3 separate regions of the Mus musculus genome follow, and regions 1 and 3 are each linked to region 2. Evidence: chromatin contacts called from public promoter capture Hi-C data. All regions are on one chromosome and are shown on one strand. Each heading gives the region's core, a stretch centred on a gene start, on an enhancer-like site or on the middle of the called end of the contact. The rest is flanking DNA. Distances are from core to core; before and after follow the strand shown. Region 1 has its middle 8.4 kb from the start of Gm33724. Region 2 holds the start of Cdk15 (cyclin-dependent kinase 15). Region 3 overlaps Gm33724 (a long non-coding RNA gene).

Evidence for each region. Promoter capture Hi-C pulls out the DNA fragments that hold promoters and counts their contacts.
Region 1: a promoter capture Hi-C map of embryonic stem cells shows a contact between it and region 2, with 2.4 times the contacts expected there. The contact joins the enhancer-like site here to the promoter of Cdk15 in region 2. A contact is called at or near these places in 18 of 39 promoter capture datasets (the 3T3-L1 cell line, 3T3-L1-derived adipocytes, the C10 cell line and 13 more), 1 of 15 datasets of contacts at CTCF or cohesin (large pre-B cells), 12 of 484 Hi-C or Micro-C datasets (the C2C12 cell line, the G1E-ER4 cell line, the HL-1 cell line and 7 more), 4 of 115 datasets of contacts at active chromatin or transcription factors (all in embryonic stem cells) and 3 of 9 other capture datasets (adipose tissue, embryonic stem cells and macrophages).
Region 3: a promoter capture Hi-C map of the C10 cell line shows a contact between it and region 2. The contact joins the enhancer-like site here to the promoter of Cdk15 in region 2. A contact is called at or near these places in 12 of 39 promoter capture datasets (the 3T3-L1 cell line, the C10 cell line, the HPC-7 cell line and 7 more), 9 of 484 Hi-C or Micro-C datasets (the N1E-115 cell line, Sertoli cells, cumulus cells and 5 more), 2 of 115 datasets of contacts at active chromatin or transcription factors (both in embryonic stem cells) and 3 of 9 other capture datasets (adipose tissue, macrophages and pancreatic islet).

The regions. Positions count from the first base shown.
Region 1 is chr1:59,425,511-59,429,194 of GRCm38.p6, forward strand. No RefSeq gene overlaps it. Among named protein-coding and RNA genes, the nearest start is that of Gm33724, 8.4 kb to the left of the region's middle. Within about 2 kb of position 1,846, at least 24 of the 459 cell types and tissues checked have an H3K27ac peak or open chromatin away from gene starts, as enhancers often do. A contact at or near this core is called in embryonic stem cells and liver, where this site is marked.
Region 2 is chr1:59,255,417-59,258,751 of GRCm38.p6, forward strand. Cdk15 (cyclin-dependent kinase 15) reads left to right here and starts at 1,490. Exons shown (of 14, transcript NM_001033373.3): 1 at 1,490-1,682; 2 at 2,400-2,540; 3 at 3,287-3,335. The coding sequence starts at 1,557.
Region 3 is chr1:59,408,047-59,411,829 of GRCm38.p6, forward strand. The region is part of intron 2 of Gm33724 (a long non-coding RNA gene); the gene reads right to left. Among named protein-coding and RNA genes, the nearest start is that of Gm33724, 9.0 kb to the right of the region's middle. Within about 2 kb of position 1,890, at least 47 of the 459 cell types and tissues checked have an H3K27ac peak or open chromatin away from gene starts, as enhancers often do. A contact at or near this core is called in the N1E-115 cell line and hippocampal neurons, where this site is marked.

The DNA.
Region 1 (3,684 bases), core at 596-3,095, 170 kb after region 2:
AATGCTCCCCATCTATGCACCAGTATTTATTGTTCACCCATCATGCACCTAACCTTGTGTGGACCTAAGAGTAGAGGGTATAGAGGAAAACAGGTGGAATTGTCCTGCCTTCCCAGAGACAATGACTATCCAGAAAGTTTGGGGCACATCCAAGAGGACTTCTGACCTCAAACTCACATATCAATAAAAGCTTTTGGGGTTATGATAGTTACCTGAGGGTACGGAGAAAATGCCCATATTGAGGAATCAAAATTTATTTTCTGGAAAGGCCATCCCCTATAGTTCCAAACAGTATAAAAACATAACCATGTAGTGAATGCAGAACTTTGGCTCGGGGTGTCTTTCCAAAGGCCTGTATGTTAAATGCTTGGTCTTCAGGCTGACACTACTGGGGAGTGGTGGAAGCCTTTACAAGGTAGGCCTAGGGAAGGAGGTTTTAGGTCCAAAAGGGAGGGGTGTGCCTTGAAGTAGCCAATGGGATCTAAGCACCCCTTTCTCTTGTCTTTGCTTCTAGGCTACCATGATGTAAGAGATCCCTCCTCCCCTCCTCCCCTCCTCCCCTCCTCCCCTCCTCCCCTCCTCCCCTCCTCCCCTCCTCCCCTCCTCCCCTCCTCCCCTCCTCCCCTCCTCCCCTCCTCCCCTCCTCCCCTCCTCCCCTCCTCCCCTCCTCCCCTCCTCCCCTCCTTCCTCCTCCTCCCCTCCTCCCCTCCTCCCCTCCTTCCTCCTCCTCCCCTCCTCCCCTCCTCCCCTCCTCCCCTCCTCCCCTCCTCCCCTCCTCCCCTCCTCCCCTCCTCCCCTCCTCCCCTCCTTCCTCCTCCTCCCCTCCTCCCCTCCTTCCTCCTCCTCCCCTCCTCCCTACTACGTACTGGCCCTCACTGCAGCCCCAAAAGCAACAGGCCAACTGACAAGGGACTGGAACCTCCAACACTGCCAACCAAAAGGAAAGTACGTAAAGTACACAAAGCTGATTAGCACTCGGAAGGTTTCAGGCTAGGCGGTCTGGGTTCTAACTACCCAGTTCTGCCTGTTGTAGCACAGCTGGTCATAAGCAACAGGAAAACAAATGAGTATGGCTGTGTTCCAGAAAAATCTGAATCGTGGATGCTGAAGTCTAAATTCCTATCATCTTTAGTTGTCATAAAATACGATCTTTTTAGTTTTTCACTCTAAAAGTGGTCAAAGTCGCTCTTAGCTCCTAGATCAGATTGTCCTCGAGACAGTGATCTCATCCCCTGATTCAGATGAAGGATGTTGGAGGAGGTAGATGTAGGCTTCAGGGCTTCCAGGCTGTGGGATGGCCTAGAGGTGCCCAAAGGATGAACCCTGTTTTGGACTTTACCCTACGTGTGCTTGATGGATTTTCAGTGGAACACTCATTTGTTAAATACATTTTTGGGCTTTTTTTTTTTTTTTTTTTTTTTGCTTTGCTTTGAGCTTTTTGGGGGTGGTGCATTAAGTGTTGGCAGAGCAATCCTGAGGGAACCACACCTACTCTAATTCACACATTTGTATAACAATGAAAGTTCCCTAAATCCAATCTGCATACAGAGCTTCCACAGTCAATAGGGCCGAGTCACTAAGTCCCCACATCAGCCACTGTCATCCAACAGAAGTCAGCTAATGACAGCTGTTCTGGGTGGCTAACTGCTGCATATGGCTGCTTTGCTGACTTCCAAACACAGACTGGGTTTAAGAGCCTGGTTTTTGGGAGGCCTTCTCCCTACCTCTCCTGTGCTCTGATACTTCGAAGCTCTCCTTTGCTTTATCGTTGTGGCTTCTCCACGCTCAACAGGCGGCCACAGTGATGGAAACAGTGCATCACTGTGAGGTTCTGGCCACAGGAGGCCTCCACACACCACTGAACCCTGTTGTGTGGGACATCTGTAGCAGTTGTAGTAGTTGGAGCAGGGAGTATTTGGATCAAAGCTGCTACATTCCCAAGACCACGGCTACACTGCCAACCTTCCTTCTCAGCTCCTTCTTGCCTTCCATCATGTTCTCCTTTCTTGTTCTTTGTGTTGCCTGACCTCTGAGTTCACTGGAGTCAACTCTTTTCATTCAATCCAGAACTGTCTAAGGGACTGCTTTAGGCAACCAGGAAAGGTTTAGTTGAAGAAACAGCCTTGAGGAGAGCCCTGAACTTATATGCCCTTTCATCTTTGCTTCTATTGAGTCTGATTTTGAGATTTTATTATTTTAATTGTGTGAATGTGTGTATGTGTGTGGGGGGTGGGGTGGGGGAGGGATGCACACACAGGCCTGTGTCTGATCCTCAAAGGAACTGAAGTTGCAGGCAGTTGTGAGTTCTGAAAACTGAACTTTGGTCCTCTACAAGAGCAGTAGCTGCCCTTAACTACTGAGCCATCTTTCCAATCTCCAGACTTTTCCATCTTTAAAGTTTCTGTGAGGAGAAATGATCTGATTTTCTTCTGATTCTTCCTCACATTTTACATGTGAGGAAGTTGGGTTTTGTAAAGGTTTCCTAAGGTCACAGACTAAGGAGTATCTGGAGGTTGATATTTTCTCTGCCCTGAGTTCAAGCCCTGCTCCTGGCATTAATTAACTAAGTAACCTTGGCTATGACCTCATTCCATAAGCCCTACCTATCAGTAATGACTCGCTCTCTCCTGCACCAAGAAGCATATCCAAGGAGTTTGCTGCCTTAAAGAAACATGCTTTGGGAATCTTACTATTTGCCCAAACTCTGGCAGGTAGACAAAACAAAAGTCCCTCTACTCAGGGAGAGGAGCCTAGAGGCTGGAGCTTTAGTAAGTGACAATGTGCTGTTGGGACAGACTCAGAGGAGATAAGGACACTGCTAAAGATTTTGGCAAATCGTTTCAGACAAAAGAAAGAGCCAGTACAAATGCCTGAGCCTAGAATCATATTCAGTGTACTCAAGGAGCAAGGAAAAGGCCAACATGCCTGCAGCAGACGAGGAATGGGAAGAGAGACAGGAAATGAGGTCAGAGAAGGTAATTCGGAGATGTAAAGGGTTGAGGGATGTTACAAGGACTAATTTTCTTCTAACATCCACAATCTCAAGGCTTTAAGCCTCTTTAGTCCATGTCTACATGTCCTCATGATTGCATGGATTCTTAGAGTGAGATGGATCCTCTCTCAGCTCTTGGTGAGTTTACCACACAGAGTTTAACTAGGGTGCTTGACAATTAAGAGCCACCCAAGCCAGCTAGAACCAGTAGCTTCCCCGTTCATTATCTCAAGAAGAATAAGGGAATGGAGATAAAGAGTCAGGAATATCAATATAGATTTAGAAAAGAAAAGTAAGAAAGAACTCTGGAGAGTGGGAAGGGTTCCAAAGGAAGAATGTGCTGCCCTGGCCCAAGACTTTCGTGAAGTCTTACAGTAGGAGTTAGAAAGAGAATGAGGTCATCTTCACTGGGACTGACCTTCTCTGACAGCATCACTGACTGAATCAGTATGGCTCACGCCCCTTTGTGTTCCCTACTGCCACCCCCATCCCAACCACTGAGGGATCATGAATTACTCCTCCTACCAGGTGAATGGTCATCACTCTCTATTCCAACTTGTTTTACTCGTTTTGTAGGCTGTTGAGTGAGGTACTTTGAACTCAATTAACACATGCTGTATCAAGGACCCTACTTCCCACAGAGAGCTAGCACCCATCTCAATTGCTCTATGATTCTGAGACAGGCCACCACG
Region 2 (3,335 bases), core at 240-2,739:
TGAGACTTCAAAGACCACTTTTACAATGAAACACTTCCTCCAACAAAGGCACACCTACTCCAACAAAGCCACACCTCCTAATGCCTTCACTGCCTATGGGCCAAACATTCAAATGTATGAGTCTATGGGGGCCATTTCTATTCAAACCACTACAATTAGATCACATAAAAGTAAAGATTTAACGGAGGAAAGTTCAGAAGTTAACTATCCAGGGTACTGTTGTGATAACACATAGCCCCCTTTCTCATATTGTTGTGTATGTTATTGTGATTGACATATTATGATGGAAATAATATTATGCACCTCTCATAGAAAAAGAGTTCTATCTACAATCACAGACTACAAAGCAGTTTGATCCAGATTAGATTCCTAGAAATGCCAAGTACTAATATAGTATTTATAGACACTAAACATTAATTATACTGATATGAAAGGAAGGGAGGAATGGGGGAATGAGGAGATATGTGCATGTACACACACATCACACTCTCACACACACCACACTCTCACAAACTCTCACACAAACACTCACACATATACCAAACTCTCACACACACCACACTCACACACACCACACTCTCACACAGTTTCTGTTTCCTCTTTATTTGAAATTTGAAAAGAATCTCATTATGTAGTCCAGACTAGTCTTGAACTCATCACCCTGCTGTTTCAGTCTCCAAAGTACTGAGATTACAAGTGTGCCACTGGGGGTTGGGGAGATGGCTCAACAGTTAAGAGCACTGTCTGCTCTTCCAGAGGTCTTGGGTCCATCATACCCAGCTCAAACTCCGCTCTCCACCCTGACTCTCCACTATTTGTAGAGTATTAGCAACACAGGTAATCACTAGTGTTTGAAGGAATAGCTTTGCCCTGTCAGACTGAGATTGACTTTCGTTTGGAGGCAGAGAAGGAGTCAGAATCCTCAGCTCTCTTTCCATACCACCGTTCTGTGGTTCCTTTGACTCTAAAAGTTGGCTAGTTTGCAAACTCATTTTAATGTTGGAAAAACCAATCTGAGTCAGATGGCTCTCATCTGCAATCCCGGGACTGGAGAAGCTGAGGCAGGAGGATTACCTCCACTTGGAAACTAGCTGGGCTGCTGGGAGAGACTGCCTCAAAAGAAAAACAAGTTTGAAACCCAAGAGGCTTTCAGATGAAAGCAAGGGATAGAACACCCCTCAGCATGACCACTTTAGCCCCAGGGTAGGCCAATAAACACTAGGGTTATGCACATTCTGGGAAAGCGAGTGTATCCACAGAACTGACTTGTGGCTGGAGTGAGAGAGAGCTTACTCCAGTGTGCCCAGTTGTATTCTCTCGGGCAGAGCCTCCTTGTTTTTGAGTGTGCACACATGAGCGCTAGCTGCTGCGGTTCTGATGCATTCTTTGCACTGATGAGCTAAAACTGCTGAAGTCATGAGACTGCTCCAGGCAGAGCCCTCGTGTGAGTCACAGAGAAGCTCCTCTCTGCTGACCTCTGGCAGAGGGGGAGCAAATGAGAAGAGGCGGGTGGGAAGAGGTTCAAGGGCGGGTTTTCTCCTTGAACCTGGGCTAGTATGGGTCAAGAGCTGTGTGCAAAGAGGCTACAGCCAGGATGCAGTTGCTACCACCGTTCGGAGGGAGGGGAGGCGCACAGCTGTCAGAGAAGCCAGCCTGGAAGCACCGAGCCTGCTGTATTCGAGGTACTCGTATCCCGGGAGGAGCATCTTTCTTTATTAGTAAACCAAGCAATTCAGACAGACACTCCCTTTTGTAACAGAGTCTTATTCCTCTGCGGTAGGTCTAAACTCATAAAAAGAAAATTCTATTAAAGTCACAGAGGATTTATGGTTGTAGTTATCAAGTTTGGGGATGTACTTGTAAACCAGAAGAGGGGAATAAGCCTTGGGTTTGGCCGCTTTTGACTTGAAATAGAGAAAGTGGTTCTTCTCTGGACGTCTCTGAGCCACTAAATTGCAGGGCTGAACTGTAGAGGGCAAGCTGCCATACCGGTAGGTCCGCTGTGGATTCTCAGTTTCAGTAATTAGCTCGTGATTATTAGCAGTATCTTACTAAATTATTCTAAGGCATTACATTAAGTACCAAGGAAGGTGGGCAGGTACGGAGGAAACTGAGTTAAATGAAGAAATTGGGAGACACCCTTAAGGAGACTGGGTTAAACTGTGTAGGTGAAGGAAAAATTTAGTATTTCAGTAATTGGTACCATGGTTGTCTCTAAGAGATCTGACTTTCAGGAAACCTGCCTTTCAGGGGTGTGGGAAGCTTACAAACAATCAAACCAAAAACAAACAAACAAACAAACAAACCAAAAACAGGCAAATAAAACAAAGAAAAGGTTTTGCCAGCCATCACATTGTGACTTTGTACACATTTTGCTCCTGTACGTTCTTTTCCTCTAGCTAACAGAAGCATCCAGTTCCACGGCTTCATTTCACCCCAGGGGACTGGAGGCTGCCAGTGCCCAGAAGTTGAAGAGTAAAAGGCCCCGGAGTAACAGTGATTCTTTTCAGGAAGAGAATCTGAGGCAGGGGTTGCCATGGGTGAGTGAACTGCTGACAGGCATCAAGGAGAATTTCATGGGTGCCTGTCTAGGGAAGCTAGCCCTCACCTTCCAGGGATGCCTGTGTGGGCTTGCAAGTGCACTTACACATAGACAGATACACAGACATACACACACATGCACACACAGAGAGACAGTCACACAGACACACATGCACAGGCACATATACAGACACACACATACACATACACATACAAACATGCACACACACACACACACATGCACAAACAGGCATGCACACACAACACTCAGACATATACAGGTACACATGCAGACAGACACATACACATACAAACATGCACACATACACACACACATGCACAAACAGACATGCACACACAACACACAGACATACACAGGCACACATGCAGACAGACACATACACATACAAACATGCACACACACACATGCACAAACAGGTATACACACACAACACACAGACAGACATACACAGGCACACATGCAGACAGACAGACACTGACACAGAGACAGACACACATGGACATGGACACAGACATATACACAAACACATACACATAGACACACACGAACACATACATACATACAAACATGCACACAGATAGACAGACAGACAGAAAGACAGATACACACACACACACACACACACACACACACACTGCTATCTAATGTCCCTAGGGAAAATATAAGTCATATTTTTTATGTGTTCTTTCTGTCTTCCCACCTCTCACCCCACCCTTTGAACAGAAGAAGAGCCTCCCTTTTGGGGCAGCCTCATCTTACTTGAACTTGGAGA
Region 3 (3,783 bases), core at 640-3,139, 150 kb after region 2:
ATACCATATGCATAGATATTCACACACATTCATACACACATACACACTCATACACACACATATACAATATACACACTCATACATACACACTGACACATGCATACATACACATATTCACATACACAACACACATAGATATTCACACATAACACACATACACACACACCATACACAAATATATTCACACACACATTCATACACACATACACACTCATACATATACAATATACACACACTCATACATATATATATATATATATATATATATATATATATATATGAACCACATGTGCAGATATTCACACACACACACACACACTCTCTCGCGCGCCTTTTTTTCTGGGTCTTATTCTTCCCCAACAAGTACAACTGCTGAGCTGAAGAAAAGAAACGTTTGGAAAATGACCTCTCCCAAGATCATAGCTATATCTATTATATACTGACTGGAGGCTCCATTTGTCTCAACGCTTGGTCTGGGTTGCCTCTGATACCAACTTAAAGAAACCTTGTCCCAGTTTTGTTTTTTGTTTTTTGTTTTGTTTTTTTGTTTTGCTTTTTTTTTTTTGGTTTTTTTTTGTTTTTGTTTTTTGAGACAGGGTTTCTCTGTATAGCCCTGGCTGTCCTGGAACTCACTTTGTAGACCAGGCTGGCCACGAACTCAGAAATCTGCACCACCACGCCCGGCTTTTTGTGTGTGTGTGTGTGTGTGTGTCCCAGTTATTATGGAAATAAAAACTAAATCTAGATCAGAAAGTCTCAGGCAAAAAGTTCTAATTAAAGGAAAAATGGGTTAAGGAAGAGGCCTGCACTGATTTCGGGAGACTCGAGTTGCGACTGACAGAGAGCAGGCTTCTTATCAGCTGTCAGAGTGGTCTGATGTGGGTGATTTTTGTTAGTCGTGAAGATGGTATTTTTAAAGAAATCTCTTCCTCAAACTTTAAGGAGATTTTTCTCATGTAAGATACAGATCGGCGGCAGCTCATCCTTGGAGACATCTTGGCATCCTCCCGTATCTAGAGGGGTGTTGTTTCTCTCTCTCTCTCTCTCTCTCTCTCTCTCTCTCTCTCTCTCTCTCGATAAGATAAGAGAGCAGACATCGGAGGGACCGTCACATTTCATTCACTGTTGACAAGAAAAGAGAGATTCCTGGTGGGTAGCAGGCTTTGTGGATTAAGGGTGTGAGAACCTGTATCTCTTGTTCCCACAAAGGTCTCTTTGTCTGTTTCACCTGCCCTAGGCCTCACAAGAACAGTGGGGCAGATATGATTATTACTCCCATTTTGGCACATGAAGAAACAAATCCAATGAACAGAAAGGGAAAGTCACCTGCCCAAGGTCACACAGTTAAAAGCAGGATTCAAACCCAGAATCTACCATGCTCTACTGTCACCAGAAAGATAGAGGAAGGAAAGAAGAAAGGAAAGAAGGAAGAAAGGGAGGGAGGGAGGGAGGGAGGGAGGGAGGGAGGGAGGGAGGAAGGAAGGAAGGAAGGAAGGAAGGAAGGAAGGAAGGAAGGGAAGGAGGGAGAAAGGAAGAAAAGCTTCCAGAATATTCCAAGGACAAGCTTGAGAAACGTGGGGAATGTTCTAAGAAGCTCCATCAGTCAGTCAGCACAGGCTGGACAAGGTCTGTCACTGTGGGTGTATCGGTGAAACGAGCTGCAGAAACCATCTAAGGAGCAGCAAGAAGGTCACGAGTCAGAAGTCAGGTTCCAGAGCTTTGGCAGAACGCCAGAGTCTCACCAGGCCAGTCTCAGCTGTCACTTAAGAGCAGATGTCCTGTGGGTGTCACATATCTGAAAGTAATTAACTGATACGGGCTCACTGCGTCCCTATAAGCAAGTCTGCTTGGTAATCAACAACTGCTTTCCAAAAGAGAGGGTGTGGGGAGACTGGCTTTCCCACCCACTGCTGAGAATGTGGCTGCCACAACATTTTTTTGGGCAAGAGTCAGGCAGTACATGTGGAATGAAACCTAAATTCCTCCCTCTCATGATATACAAAAAACAACTCGAAAGAATCAAAGACTTAAATTAAGACCTGAAACTTTGAACTTACTAGAAGAAAACACAAAGGAAATGCTTCAAGACATGTGATCAGAGTAGATACTTTTAGGATAAGACTCCCAAAACCACAGGCAAAAGTAAAAACATACTAATGGGATTATATCCAACTAAGAGGCTTCTACACAGTGAGGGAAACGGGTATCAGAGTGAAGGGACAACCCACACACTGAGAGGAGTTATTTGCAAACTGTCCAACAGAGAAGGCTACACATTCAGATATTATAATAACTAAAGAACAGCACAACGAAGAACTCCAATCAAAACTCTGGCAAATGGTCTGAAGACACACAAATGACCCCAAGTTAGATTAAGACGCTCAGTATCACTAAGCAGAATTGTAAATCAAAGGGACAGAGAGCCAGTACCTCAACCCAGTCACAATGGCTGTGATTCAAAGGACTAAGTAGCAAATGCTGGTGAGAACACAGAGGAAGGAAAACTCAAACATGCACGGTGGGAATGGCCACTGGAAAACTGTGCTGGGTGGTTCCTGTCACAGCTGGGAAGAGGGGATCTTCACTGAGAAAATGTCTCCATAGGACTGGCCTGGGGGCAAATCTGCAGGGGTATTTTCTTGATCAATGGTTGATGTGGGGGAGCCCAGCTCACTATGGGTGGGGCCACCCCTGGGCAGGTGGTCCTGGGTTCTACAAGAAAGCAGGCTGAGCAAGCTGTGAGGAGCAAGCCAGTAAACAGCATCCCTCCATGGCTTTTGCCTCTGTTCATGACTCCAGGTTCTTGCCCTGACTTCTCAGTTATAAACTATTACCTGAAAGTGTAGGGTAGAATGTAAATAAATAAATAATAAATAAGTGAAATAAACCCATTCTTGCACGTTGTTTTTGGTCATGGCATCAGTAGAAATCCTAACTAAAACACTTATGGAGGTTTCTTTACACCGGCAGTTCTCAAGAACTCTGTGAGTCACGACTCCTTTGAGAGTCACATATCAGATATCTTGCCTAACATTTCTATTAATAACAGTAGCAAAATGACAGTTATGAAGTAGCAACAAAAACAATGTTCTGGCTGAGAGTCACCACAACATGAGGAACTGTATTAAAAGGCTCACAGTATTAGGAAGGTCGAGAACCCTTGAACTCCCCTACGAACTGGCACTCTCACAACCAAGTATTTATGCAAAGAAATTAACTCTTACATGAAGGAGACACCTGTGCTCTTATGCTAAGCACAGCACCATTCCCAGTAGCCAAGATCTGGTACCAACCAAGCTGCCCATCAAAGTGTGAATGAATGAAGAAAGTAAGACATATGTGCCTAACACTGTTACTGAGCCATAAAAAACTGAAGTCCTGTCACTTACACCAAAGATGAAAGGACTGATGGACAAGTGAAACTAGGCAGCCACAGAGAGACTTACTTCATGTTCTTATTTGTTTGTTTGTAGTGATTTAATATTGATCTTAAGCAAGAGAGTGGGATAGCAGTTACTAAAAAAGTGGAAAGGTACAGAATCACATGGGAACTGAAAGAAATCAGTTTATAGGCCAACAAAACAGAGCTGGGTACAAAGACTTAAAAGTTCTGGTGTTCTACTGTAGAGTTGGCTAACCACAGTCTACAACAGTGTTTCAGAGTAAAAGAGAAGGGACTGGAGAGATGGCTAAGCAGCTAAGAACACTTGTCTTTGCAGAAGATACAGTTGGTTCCCAGAACACATATGCTGGCTCACAAGTATCCATAATTCTTGTCCAGTT